Linked DNA regions of Danio rerio: region 2 is linked to region 1. A link is a contact called in public HiCAR-type data. All regions are on one chromosome and are shown on one strand. Each heading gives the region's core, a stretch centred on a gene start, on an enhancer-like site or on the middle of the called end of the contact. The rest is flanking DNA. Distances are from core to core; before and after follow the strand shown.

What was found. HiCAR-type assays count read pairs that join an accessible place to other places.
Region 2: a HiCAR-type map of caudal fin shows a contact between it and region 1, with 7 times the contacts expected there. The contact joins two enhancer-like sites. A contact is called at or near these places in 2 of 18 Hi-C or Micro-C datasets (embryo and an unstated tissue) and 1 of 4 datasets of contacts at active chromatin or transcription factors (caudal fin).

What each region holds. Positions count from the first base shown.
Region 1 is chr1:16,784,739-16,790,284 of GRCz12tu, reverse strand. dlc1 (DLC1 Rho GTPase activating protein) reads left to right here. Exons shown (of 20, transcript XM_073949948.1): 17 at 2,964-3,176; 18 at 5,388-5,546. Among named protein-coding and RNA genes, the nearest start is that of pi4k2b, 40 kb to the right of the region's middle. Within about 2 kb of position 3,299, at least 9 of the 62 cell types and tissues checked have an H3K27ac peak or open chromatin away from gene starts, as enhancers often do.
Region 2 is chr1:16,952,095-16,957,640 of GRCz12tu, reverse strand. It overlaps dlc1 (DLC1 Rho GTPase activating protein), which reads left to right. Exons shown (of 20, transcript XM_073949948.1): 5 at 3,605-3,754; 6 at 4,379-4,519. Among named protein-coding and RNA genes, the nearest start is that of dlc1, 63 kb to the left of the region's middle. Within about 2 kb of position 2,645, at least 9 of the 62 cell types and tissues checked have an H3K27ac peak or open chromatin away from gene starts, as enhancers often do.

The DNA.
Region 1 (5,546 bases), core at 2,050-4,549:
GCATTGTGCCATGATGTTCGCCCAGACATTCGCGCTTATTGTTTTAGCGCAAGTTATTTTCTTCCATAATGGGCTATTTCAAGAGAGTGAATAATTCATAATGAGTAACGGATTGATAGCATCTTGCATTAAAGGTCTTCCGCCTCTAAATCTGATGCGGAAGGTCTGGGCCCGCTGTATCTATCAGGCTAATGCTTTTTGCTGTACGCAGATAACAAGTTTATCTCCACAAACGCTGGAAAGGCACAAGCACCATGACATGATAAACATCGTCAGTCAGGCAGGAAAAGGACAGGGAGCAGAACAGGACACGCACACACACAAAAAAAAAACACTCCGAGTGGAGAAGGGCAGAAGAGCGATGGACGAGACACACACAAACAGGATGAGCCGCTTCCATTTAGGAATGAATCATTGCTGTCACTTCTCTTCCCTTCACAAATATTTCAACCAAATCAAGTGCATTTTTAACATCTTCTGATTTTGTATAATTAGTGGTATGATTAGATTCATAAACTTAAGTTTGAATCATTGCATCATATAAACAGGTAAAATTCTAAGTTCTCTGGATTTACTGAATTCATAAGATTTGTTTGAGCAAAATTTTAATATTTGTTTTATTTTTTAAAAGGTAATTCCTCCAAATTAAAAAAAAAAAACTAATAAAAATAAAATAAATTATAAAGTCATTTAGGGCATTTATTTATTAAATATTTGTTTTTTGTTTTCTAAGAACAAATTTATTCAAATTTCAAAAATGATAAAAACTAATACAATTAAAATAAATTATATAGTCATAGTCATTTAGGGCATTTATTTATTAAATATTTGTTTTATTTTATAAAGATAAGTTTTTCCAAATTTAAAAACAACAAAAACTTATTTAAAACAAATTATATAGTCATTTAGGGCATTTCATTATTTTTTCCTTTAGAATATTTTTTATTACAATTTCTATGATATTGTGTTAAAACTAAATATTTAAATTTATATTAATTTAAAAAAGCTTTAAATGACAACATTTGTACATAAGATTTGGAATAATTGTCACTATTTGTCACTTAATTGTTATTAAATTGTGTTTCACTTACTAAGTAAATAGAACATTTTCAAGTGGTCTCTTAAATTTATTAATAGTTTCTATTCTTTATTTTTGAAAATGTGAGCCACTGTAATGATTTGTCATGGGTAATGTAATATTGAGCTTACAATGTTCACTCTCTGCTAGTAGCTCCCATAGGGGAAGCTAATGCTAATGTTAATTTGCATGTTATAAACTAGACACGAGTTCCTCTTTCAATTAATTCTGTTCTTTAATAAGTCTCTGCTGAAAAGACTAGCTTGTATACAAGCTCAAACTTAAAATGGCACATTAGTGTTCCAGTTTCAAAATCAGGCCTTAAACACCAAAATGTTTTTTTCCATCATAAAGATATCATGCTGGCTTCTGATCTATAGCAGGCATGTACTTGTATACAGCCATTTTTTTTCAATCCAATATTGCAGAATAAGCCAACAAGGGAAAACATAACAATGGGCAGCAACTTTCATGTCTGCTTTAACAACTGCAACTTTTAGGTTTATGTTAGAATCTGCACTGGTAAAAAACAATGTGCTTTTTATGTTTTCGCCTTCAAACCCAACTTGAGACAGAAAATGCTAGTGAACAACAACTACTACATGACAGACCTCTTGAAAATGTTCTATTTACTTAGTAAGTGAAACACAATTTAGTAACAATTAAGTGATAATTAGTGACAAATATTTCAAATCTTATGTACAAGTAATGTTTGAGAATTAGATCAACATGGAGAGAAGAAGCAGAATTTTGTGATTGAACTCTTTCAAGCATTTCTTTAAATGCAATTTTTGCATTTTTAATTACTTGAACAGGTCAAAAGTGGACAAGTTGAAAATCTTTCAAACCCTTACTACACCTGTATTTTGCTTCGTTCTTTTGCAATCGGATTAACAAAATTGCATCTTATACCTACCTATGTGTAAACAGTTTTAGGAACACTCTGGTTTCACTGGCCGAAAACCACCAAACCAGAATGACCTGCATTGGATTGCTCTGAATTGCTTTCAGGGATTTATGGTGAAACTTTACCAGTTCTTGCTATTAACTAGTTTCTTTTACCGGTCTATTACTATAATACACTTTGAAAAATATCCGTAAATTAGCAGTTTTCTCTAATCATGTTTTTATTTTTCCTAATTTATTTCTGTGTTTGAATTGAATTATAGGAGCTTTATCTTTCTTCCAACAACTTTTAACTTTGAAAAGTTCAAAAAAGTGACTTTTATTAACATTTCAAATAGTTAAAAATGATTTATTGTCTGGGTTGGTGTTGTATATTACGGTAAAAAAACCTAATAAACTGCCAGTACACTTTCTGTTATTTTACAGAAGATGTTCAGATGCAAAAGCCTCTAAATGCCCTCTGAATTACTTTTCTAAAATAAACTTTTTTTTTCAGCCTTCTACATTTGTCTTCAGTTATTTCACTTTAAAGCCAATGAAAATAAATGGTTAATTACTAAAAAAGTACAATTACTGAGCCTCTAAAATCTTCATATATTATTTCTTATACATTGTTTTATTTCAAACAACTTAAATGCAACTAAACGTCACTTTGTTAAACTGTGAATTTTCAACATCAAAATATCAAAAGAGCAGAGATAGACATCTCATAAAGCATTTTACAACCATATGGGAAATGTTAATTAACAGATCTCTTTTCTTACCGTGTAGATATTGTCTGTTTAATAGTAGTTAAAAAGCACATATTCTGCATGATCCCATTCTACATCCCTGATCCCACTCAATACCTAAACCCATCAACATTAATAACTATTAATACGCAGAAAATTAGTAGTTTATTGAGCTAAAAGAACTGAAACCTAATATAAAGTGTGACCATATTCAGTTGTTAATATGATTATATTTCTTTGTCTTTCAGATCCCAGAAGAGATGTCCCGATGTAGGAACTCTTACATGGAGCAGGGCTTGAGTCCCATGAGGATGGAGGTGTTGGCGGAAAACTGCGGTTCTTGCAACTACCAAAGTCTACTCAAAGACAGTATTGATAGCCTGCTTAAAGAAGCCAAGGACAAATTCAAAGGTTATGACAGCTGCTCGACTCCTGAAAACGCTGAGCTCGCATACAAGAAGGTACGGGAACTGTATATACACCCTATTCACTTGTCACTTAGACACTATTTCCCATTTCATGTTCACTCTCTCTTCCTTCCTTTATGCATTTTCTTGCTTGTGCCTAATGGAAAAGCTGTGTCTTTTTCCGCACATCACTTCTTCTTTTTTTTCCGCTCCCTTCATGTGAAAGAGTGTTTTCCCAGCTCTGTTTTGGCCTTGAGCCCACCATGACATCAGTTTGTCGCTTGTTCTGGCATTTCACACTAACCAAAATACTCAGAGTTCCCTGGACAGCGTTTCATGTACCCATAAAGCAGGGGTGTTCAATCTTGCTCTTGGAGGACCAGTATCCTACAATGTTTAGCTCAAATGCTATTTAAACACATGCGAAGCAGGTCTTCTGGAGTCCTAGAAATGTCCTAGGATTGGAGCTAAGCTATGGATTGCTCTTTACAGGATTGGGCACCTCTGTCATGTACTTTTTGACCATAAAACAACGGCCAAGTTCAATGTGGACAAACTATGTTCTGCTAAATAATTCAAACGGCTTGTATGAGCAGAACATAAATAGTGAACTTTATAGAGCAGATGACAAATGTTAGCTGATTTTCTTAAGGTTTATTTTTTGCTCTTTATTTTTGAAGTCACACCATGATACGTCAAAGAAAGAAAACACAAGATCTTCTGTTTTCCCTTTAAATGACAAAGTTTGTATTGTGTATGTATAAAAAGCAAAAGGTGCATCCCGAATCACCTATGTGTGCATTATTCTGCATCATTTTGTAGTTTAAATAGTGCAAGTAGTGCATTCACATTGAAAACTCTAAAAATAATATGTGCACTTTAAATACCTGGATGATGCACTTATTCAACCATTAAAATGACGTGTGGAATATTGGACACTTCACACACTCAACGACCACTGCTTTGCTTACGTAGCGGAAAGAGCAGAGCGTTTTGGCACTGAAGTTGGATAACTTTATATATCAACTTTATATATTTAGAATTTTGAAAGCTAAATTCTCCAATGAGAGTAATTATACCAACTCCCGATGGTGAATGCTGTTACACTCATGGCAGGTATTATTTGGTAGTTTGGTCATTTATTCCACTTATTTGGCAACCGTCAATCGTCATCAGGGAAACGGTTTGAATTTCCACTTTGTAAAAAATTATTTGTGTTCCGTTTGGGATGACACTACACTCGTATACTGTACTGTGCTGTTGAGTAAGTGCATAAGTACATAGTGGACAAGAGCATAGTGTATAGTGCGTCATTTGGGATGCAGCTAAAGTATACCTTTATACAGTTTTTAATGTTAGTCCTTATTCTGATACTAGTATCAGAAATGTCACCGATACCACTAAAAAACAAAAATTGCATTGGTATCTAGGAGTACTTAAACCCCAAAAACTGATCTGTTATCATTTTTTACCAGTCTTTTTATTTTTATTTTTTACCAATGGCAGCAAGCTTCGCAATTCTATTTTTTGCTGCTTGGAAAGCAAACACAGGAAGCAGTAAATGAATATTTACGAGTTTGCTAGTAGTATGTCTAGAGTTTGGCAGTAATTCAGACTAGACCAATCAGCTAGTATAAAACAGAGATACGTCTCATTTGTCATGTTGCAAGTTTGAGGGGTGACACAAAAATTACAGCTTTAATATGAGTAACTTAACGCATTTGAGGACACGTGATCCTGCCATTCCAACATTTATTTGTTGCACTGTTTTATTTTTACTAAAATATACCTTTTGGTTTGAAGTATTAGATTTGTTGTCTAATGACTTGCCTAATTTTCTTAACTTAACTAATTACCTTTTAAATTGTACTTTAAGCTGAATACTAGTATCTTGAAAAATATCTAGTAAATATTATGTACTGTCTTCATGACAAAGATAAAATAAATCAGTTATTTGAAATTAAAACTATTGTTTTTAAATGTGATTAAAAAATCTCTGTGTTAAGCAGAAATTGGGGGGGGAAATATGAAAGAATTCATTTAACAGTGGGTGAGTGGGCTAATCATTCTGACTTCAACTGTATGAGTACTTCAACTGTATCAGTACTCTGTATCATCTGATACCCTGAGCCCATAGAATGAGAAAAAGGATATCCAAACATCTCTACTGACTTTAAATGAAATCTCAACTAGGACTGCAGTAAGAGCTGGATTAAATCTTCCTAGAATTGATAATGACCATGAGATGCCATTGTTTATTGGCAGGTTCAGGACGGCTCTTCTCTGCGGCAGTGGAAAGTTTGTGTGGATGTGCCTGCATCGGCTGAGGATGTCCTGCAACGCATTTTGCGAGAGCAGGAGCGCTGGGACGAGGACCTGCTAGAGTCCAGGATCGTGGAGACACTGGACCACAACACTGAAGTC
Region 2 (5,546 bases), core at 1,396-3,895, 170 kb before region 1:
AAGTTATAATAATTATTTTTTTAAATGTCTAACTAATGTCTATGCCATGATGACCTTCTTTTGCTAGTTATTTTGCAAGATATTAGTATTTGGCTTAAAGTGTAACTTAAATAAATAAAATAATAATAACTATGTTAACTAGACATGTTAGGATAAGTAGGCAAATCAACAAAATGTGTTCTGTAGAAAATTGAATACAGAGGACTTATAAGATTAGCCTTAACATGTATTTGTTCGATCGTTCGTTTGTTTGTTTGATTGTTCGTTCCTTCGTTCAATCAATCACTCACTCATTCACTCACTCACTCATTCATTCATTCATTAATTCGTTAATTCATTAATTAATTCATTCATTCATTCATTCATTCATTCATTCATGCATTCCTAAATAGACTTTTTAAGAAAAATACAATAGGTAATACTGTTAAAATAATGTGTTAAAGGGAACCTATTTAGCTTCTTTTTGCAAAATATAAAATAGTCTCTGATGTCCTTAGAGTGTGTATGTAATGTTTTAGTTCAAAATACCCCACAAATATTTTTCACAAAGTCAATGGTTTAAAAAAAAATATAAAAATATTTTTTTATAACTCTGTGAAACTACCTCTTTAAGGTTTTGATTCAAATTGTTCTGTTTTGCTGTCACTTTAAATTCAAATTAGATTGTGCTTAATAGAGGGCAGAGCTACAAAGGCCTTTGCGTCACCATGATGACAGATTTAAAACAGGACTAAAGTTGTCTAGTGAAAAACTAAAAAATTGTCAAAATAAGTTTCTCAGAAGAAAGCAGTCTGTGGAGACTGTACAATCCATGTGTGCATCTAAAACTCCACATTTATAATCCTCTTATTTCTTGACATGGGGCCCTATCATACACCCGGCACAATAAGGTGCAAGACATGTGGCATGATTTGTTGCTGTTTTCAGACCAACTGTAATTTTCATGTTTTGCTCCACATTGTTTAAATTGCAAATCCTTTTGCACCATGTGCTGGTCTAAAATAGAGGTGTGTTAAGGCGCATTGTTGGTGCATTGTGATGTTTAAGAACTGAAATAAGCTGCGCCATTGACCATTAAAAAGCAAGTGTAAAGTCCAGAGCAGAGCACGTTAGTTATGCGCCTATGTGGGTTCAAATGCTTACACATTGCTTAATATAAACAGGATGTACATCAATTCACAGATATCTTTACAAATGAAAAAAAAAAGACTAAAATATTACATTAAAATTAAAAATGATTATTTTCTACATAAATTTATAAACCACTACCCACATGCCTTCTCCACATTGTTACTTTTTTCAGCTCATGACAATTTGCATTTGTATAATGTTATTATTATTAGCAGTATAATTTATTATACGCATATTTATATTTGTTTTAATAAAAACTAGTTTGGATTTGCCCACCTGTTGGGTTTTGGAGATGTATAAATCACGATATTGGGCATAAGAATAGGGCATGTGTTTGTTTGTTTGTTGACCACGCTTTGTTATTATTGTTCATTTATTAATTTGCTGGAAATTAGAACTGAACTGAGAAATAGTTTTGAATAGTTTTGCACACAACACCATTTCCTTTTCCACAAAAGTAAAGGAGTAAAGTAAAGAGTAAAAGTAGAAAAAAAAGTAGAGAAACTAAAGAGGACAAATGGAGGAGGCTTCTTTATGCTCACGCTGCCGATGGCCTGTTTAACTGTTTTCTCGCTCGTGAAACATTTAGATTTTCCACTTGCAAAGTCTGCCTATGTCTTGCTATGTAAATAGCAAATGTATCATGGCGTGATTCAACTGAATTTTAAAAAGAGAATGGGAGATGGGACTCTGATTAGTTGAATGCATGTTATGCTCAAAACACACACATTACTCATTAAGAGAATAAGCACAGCCCTGTTAGACCATGCACCAGGCCAGAGAGCCTATTTTTCCATCCTTAAAAAAGCAAAAGTGGATTCGGACACACCCTTAATGCTTTTGCGCCATGCACTTTAGACTTTGCGATTACAGTAGAATAGAGCCCATTATTTTCATGTGGTGAAAACACTAATGGTGGACAGCTGCTTCTCACTTAGGGCTGTTTATGGCAACTAGGGAGATATCGTCGTTAATAGGCAGGGCTTTCCCCCTCTGATGGCATGTACAGTGGGAGAATGTCAATCAAAGTTTCTGCAGACTTTTTTATACAAAACATTAGAATTAAGTATTCTTTTCAATTCAGCGGCAGGCTGTATTCACACAATGTTGCCAAACTATTTTGTTTAACCCATTTTAATCCCCTTTAAACGACAAAAAGAATACAAAATCCACAAGAGGGGTAATTAATTGTCTTCAACTACATATATGTAGAAATTACCAAAGTGATCTTGTTTCCATATAGACATGTTCATGAAAGATGTCTGTCAGATAATGCTTATCATGACCTCTAAATTAAAAAACTAAAATGAACACAATCTATTGAAATCCTTCAAAGTGTCTGGATAAAATTTGTTTTGGAGAATGGATTTTATTTTTTTGTTAGCTCATTATTAGCCAAGTGTCTCTCTCTCTCTTTGCTTGTGTGCTCACTGATAGGCAAGCGTGTATTAAGGGTAAATACCAGAACAAGCTATGCAAGGCCTTTACACACTGCCGTGCTTTGTGTGGGGCTGTTTGCACAGGCCTGGTTCAGGCACGGGGCAAGTGCCAGCATCATTCCTCTCTGCTTGAGTAGCATTACAACTTCTGTCTCTCTCTCTGCTTCACTTTAGTGCATTCATCATTCTGCCAATGTGGGAAAGATGCACAGAAGGGGGGTTTGAAAAGCCAATAAATGCATTCTCTGTCTGTATTTTAAAACAGTTCTGTCGTTATCAGCATTTAATGCTCAGTTATTTACTCTTTGTACTATAATAAATTAATCATGATGTATTGGCTCTTAAACTGGTTGTTTGGTTGGATGGTTGGTTGGTTGGTTTATTGGTTGGTTGGTTGTCTGTCTGACTTTTTGACATTGATGGATTGTTTGACATTGATTGATTGTTTAGTTTTCTGACTGACTAGCTGACGATTGATTGATTGATTGATTGATTGATTGATTGATTGATTGATTGATTGATTGATTGATTGATTGATTGATCGGTCATTCGGTCGGTCGGTCGGTCGGTCGGTCGGTCGGTTGGTTGATTGGCTGGCTGGCTGGCTGGCTGGTTGGTTGGTTGGTTGGTTGGTTGGTTGGTTGGATGGATGGTTTGTTGGTTGGTTGATTAGTTGAATGATTGGTTGGTTGAATGGTTGGTTGGATAATTGGTTGGTTTGTTGTCTGAATGACTATTGGAAATTGATTGAATCTTTCTTTCTTTTTTCTTTTTTTTTCCATTCTTTCTTTTACCATTCTTTCTTTTACCATTCTTTCTTTTCTGAACAGCCAATCTTTAAAAAAAAAAGGAATAATAAATTAAGTGAATTGTTTCCGCAGGTTGCATATAATGATTCTGTATTTTTTTGTTCTGAGTTTGTGTCTTGTCTGCTGTGATGTGTTTAAATAATGGTCAATGAGAGCAATCGAATTGATGTCAGTTCTGGTTTTAAGATTAGATTACTTGAATAAAATCTGTTTTTCTCCTTTCAGAGCTCACATGAAGAGAGGGAGAAGGAGAGGTCCCGGCTGGACTCAATGGTTCTACTAATAATGAAGCTGGATCAGCTGGACAAAGAGATTGAAAATGCTCTAAGCTCCTCCCTAAATAGCACACCCAATTTAAAGAGGCGGATCATTTCTGTGAGTGACACAAATCAGACGCTGATGAATGAAACAACCCAAAACAATCTTCAGCACAACCAGGACCTAAAACTAGCATCCACAGAGTGCTAAATATATATATATAAATCTAAAGTATTATTAGTAGTAGTAGTAGTAATAGTATTAGTAGTACTGGTTGTTGTCATGTTACTAAAAGTAGTACGAATTAATGTTAAGTGAAATATTTTAGTTTAACTGTTGTTATATTATAATATGTATTGATTACTTTGGTTGATTTTAGTGGTTTAAAATGGTTTAATTTGTATAATTTGGCAAAACAAATAAATTAATCAATACTACTACTACTACTAATAATAATAATAATAATAATAATCAATAATAGTATATATTTTTTTATTTTATTCTATTTTTATTTTTAATTTAGTTTTATTTTACCTATCAATCAATCAATCAGTCAGTCAGTCAGTCAGTCAGTCAGTCAGTCAATTAATCAATTAATGCCTGTCCCCATCTATTAGCATGTGTGACAAAATATTAGTTTGAGGTCCTACTGTGTATCTAGCATAAAAGTTTGAAACACAAACTTTGGATGTGCATGATTGTTTTTAATAATACCCAGGACAATGCTCCTTTCTCAAACAGGATGTTGACTTAGAAACTCTGGATTCAGCCGGAAGTCTTTCAGCCTCCTCACAGTCTCTAAACACCCCACTTTATCGCTCTTCTTCATCGTTGTCTTCATCAGGACCCACCGGAACCCCTGGAGCGAGACCAAAAAATGAGGTCAGTTAACAAGCAATCATCCATCCCTTCCCTTTCCATCCGTCCAAAACTGCTTACACAAAATATTAATTGTCCACCAACCACAATCACATAAGCTGATGAGTTTTTTACCTTCACATGACCAAAGACTATAGAATACACAAGACATGTCACTTTGAATGCTTTGAATGTAGAAAAGTGTAATGGTCAGTATGGCAAATAAAACCCCGCCTTCTAGTATAGGAGCCAATCATTGATCGGTAAAGACTGTTGATTGTCTGGAGGAAGGGCTCAGACCAGACCAGTGTGTTTTTATGAGTTTTTACAGACTTTTGGTGATTCGAACATTTAGAAATAGCACTAAAGAGAGTTGTTGTTTAATTTTATTGTTGATCCCTATTATGAAATTTTATCGCATCCATTGCAAGCAATTTTGGTGAATTTGATGTTTCCCATTTCAGACAGAATGCCCGAGCATACTGCCTAAAAGGCTTTTGATGATGGCAGACAAGTGAAATGACTTGCTTTAAAGGGACTTTGGCGTAGCATTCATACTTTCTCGTGGCTCTGGAATGGACTATCCCTGCTGTCAGTTATATTTTAGCACTTTTTGAAGAGGCCACTATAATGTCCAACATTTAGCCATGCTTTTCTGTATGCTGAATGGCAATGTAAACTGTAAATTAGAGTGCATTGTGGTTCCAGCAGCCACTGTCGCTCTCTCTTTTTTCTTTCTCTCGACCTCTCTCATTTTCTTTTTCTCTGAGTGGCTGAAGCTGCAGGAACATGATAATAACAGCCTTTACTGTCTGCCAGCTTCCACTACAGTAAAACACTCAGAGAAGCTTTCCGTATGATCTCATGCGCATGTCTGGATGTCTGCAGTTTCTGTGCGTGTTTGTGTTCTGTGGCGAGCTGAAAGACTATTCCATTTGATTACACATTACATGCTTGACTCCACATTTCAGAATCACATGGCAAACAACACTTTAGGTGTCTGTGAGAGAATTGCTGTTAAAAACAATTGTTGCCTTTTGAAGAATTTTTA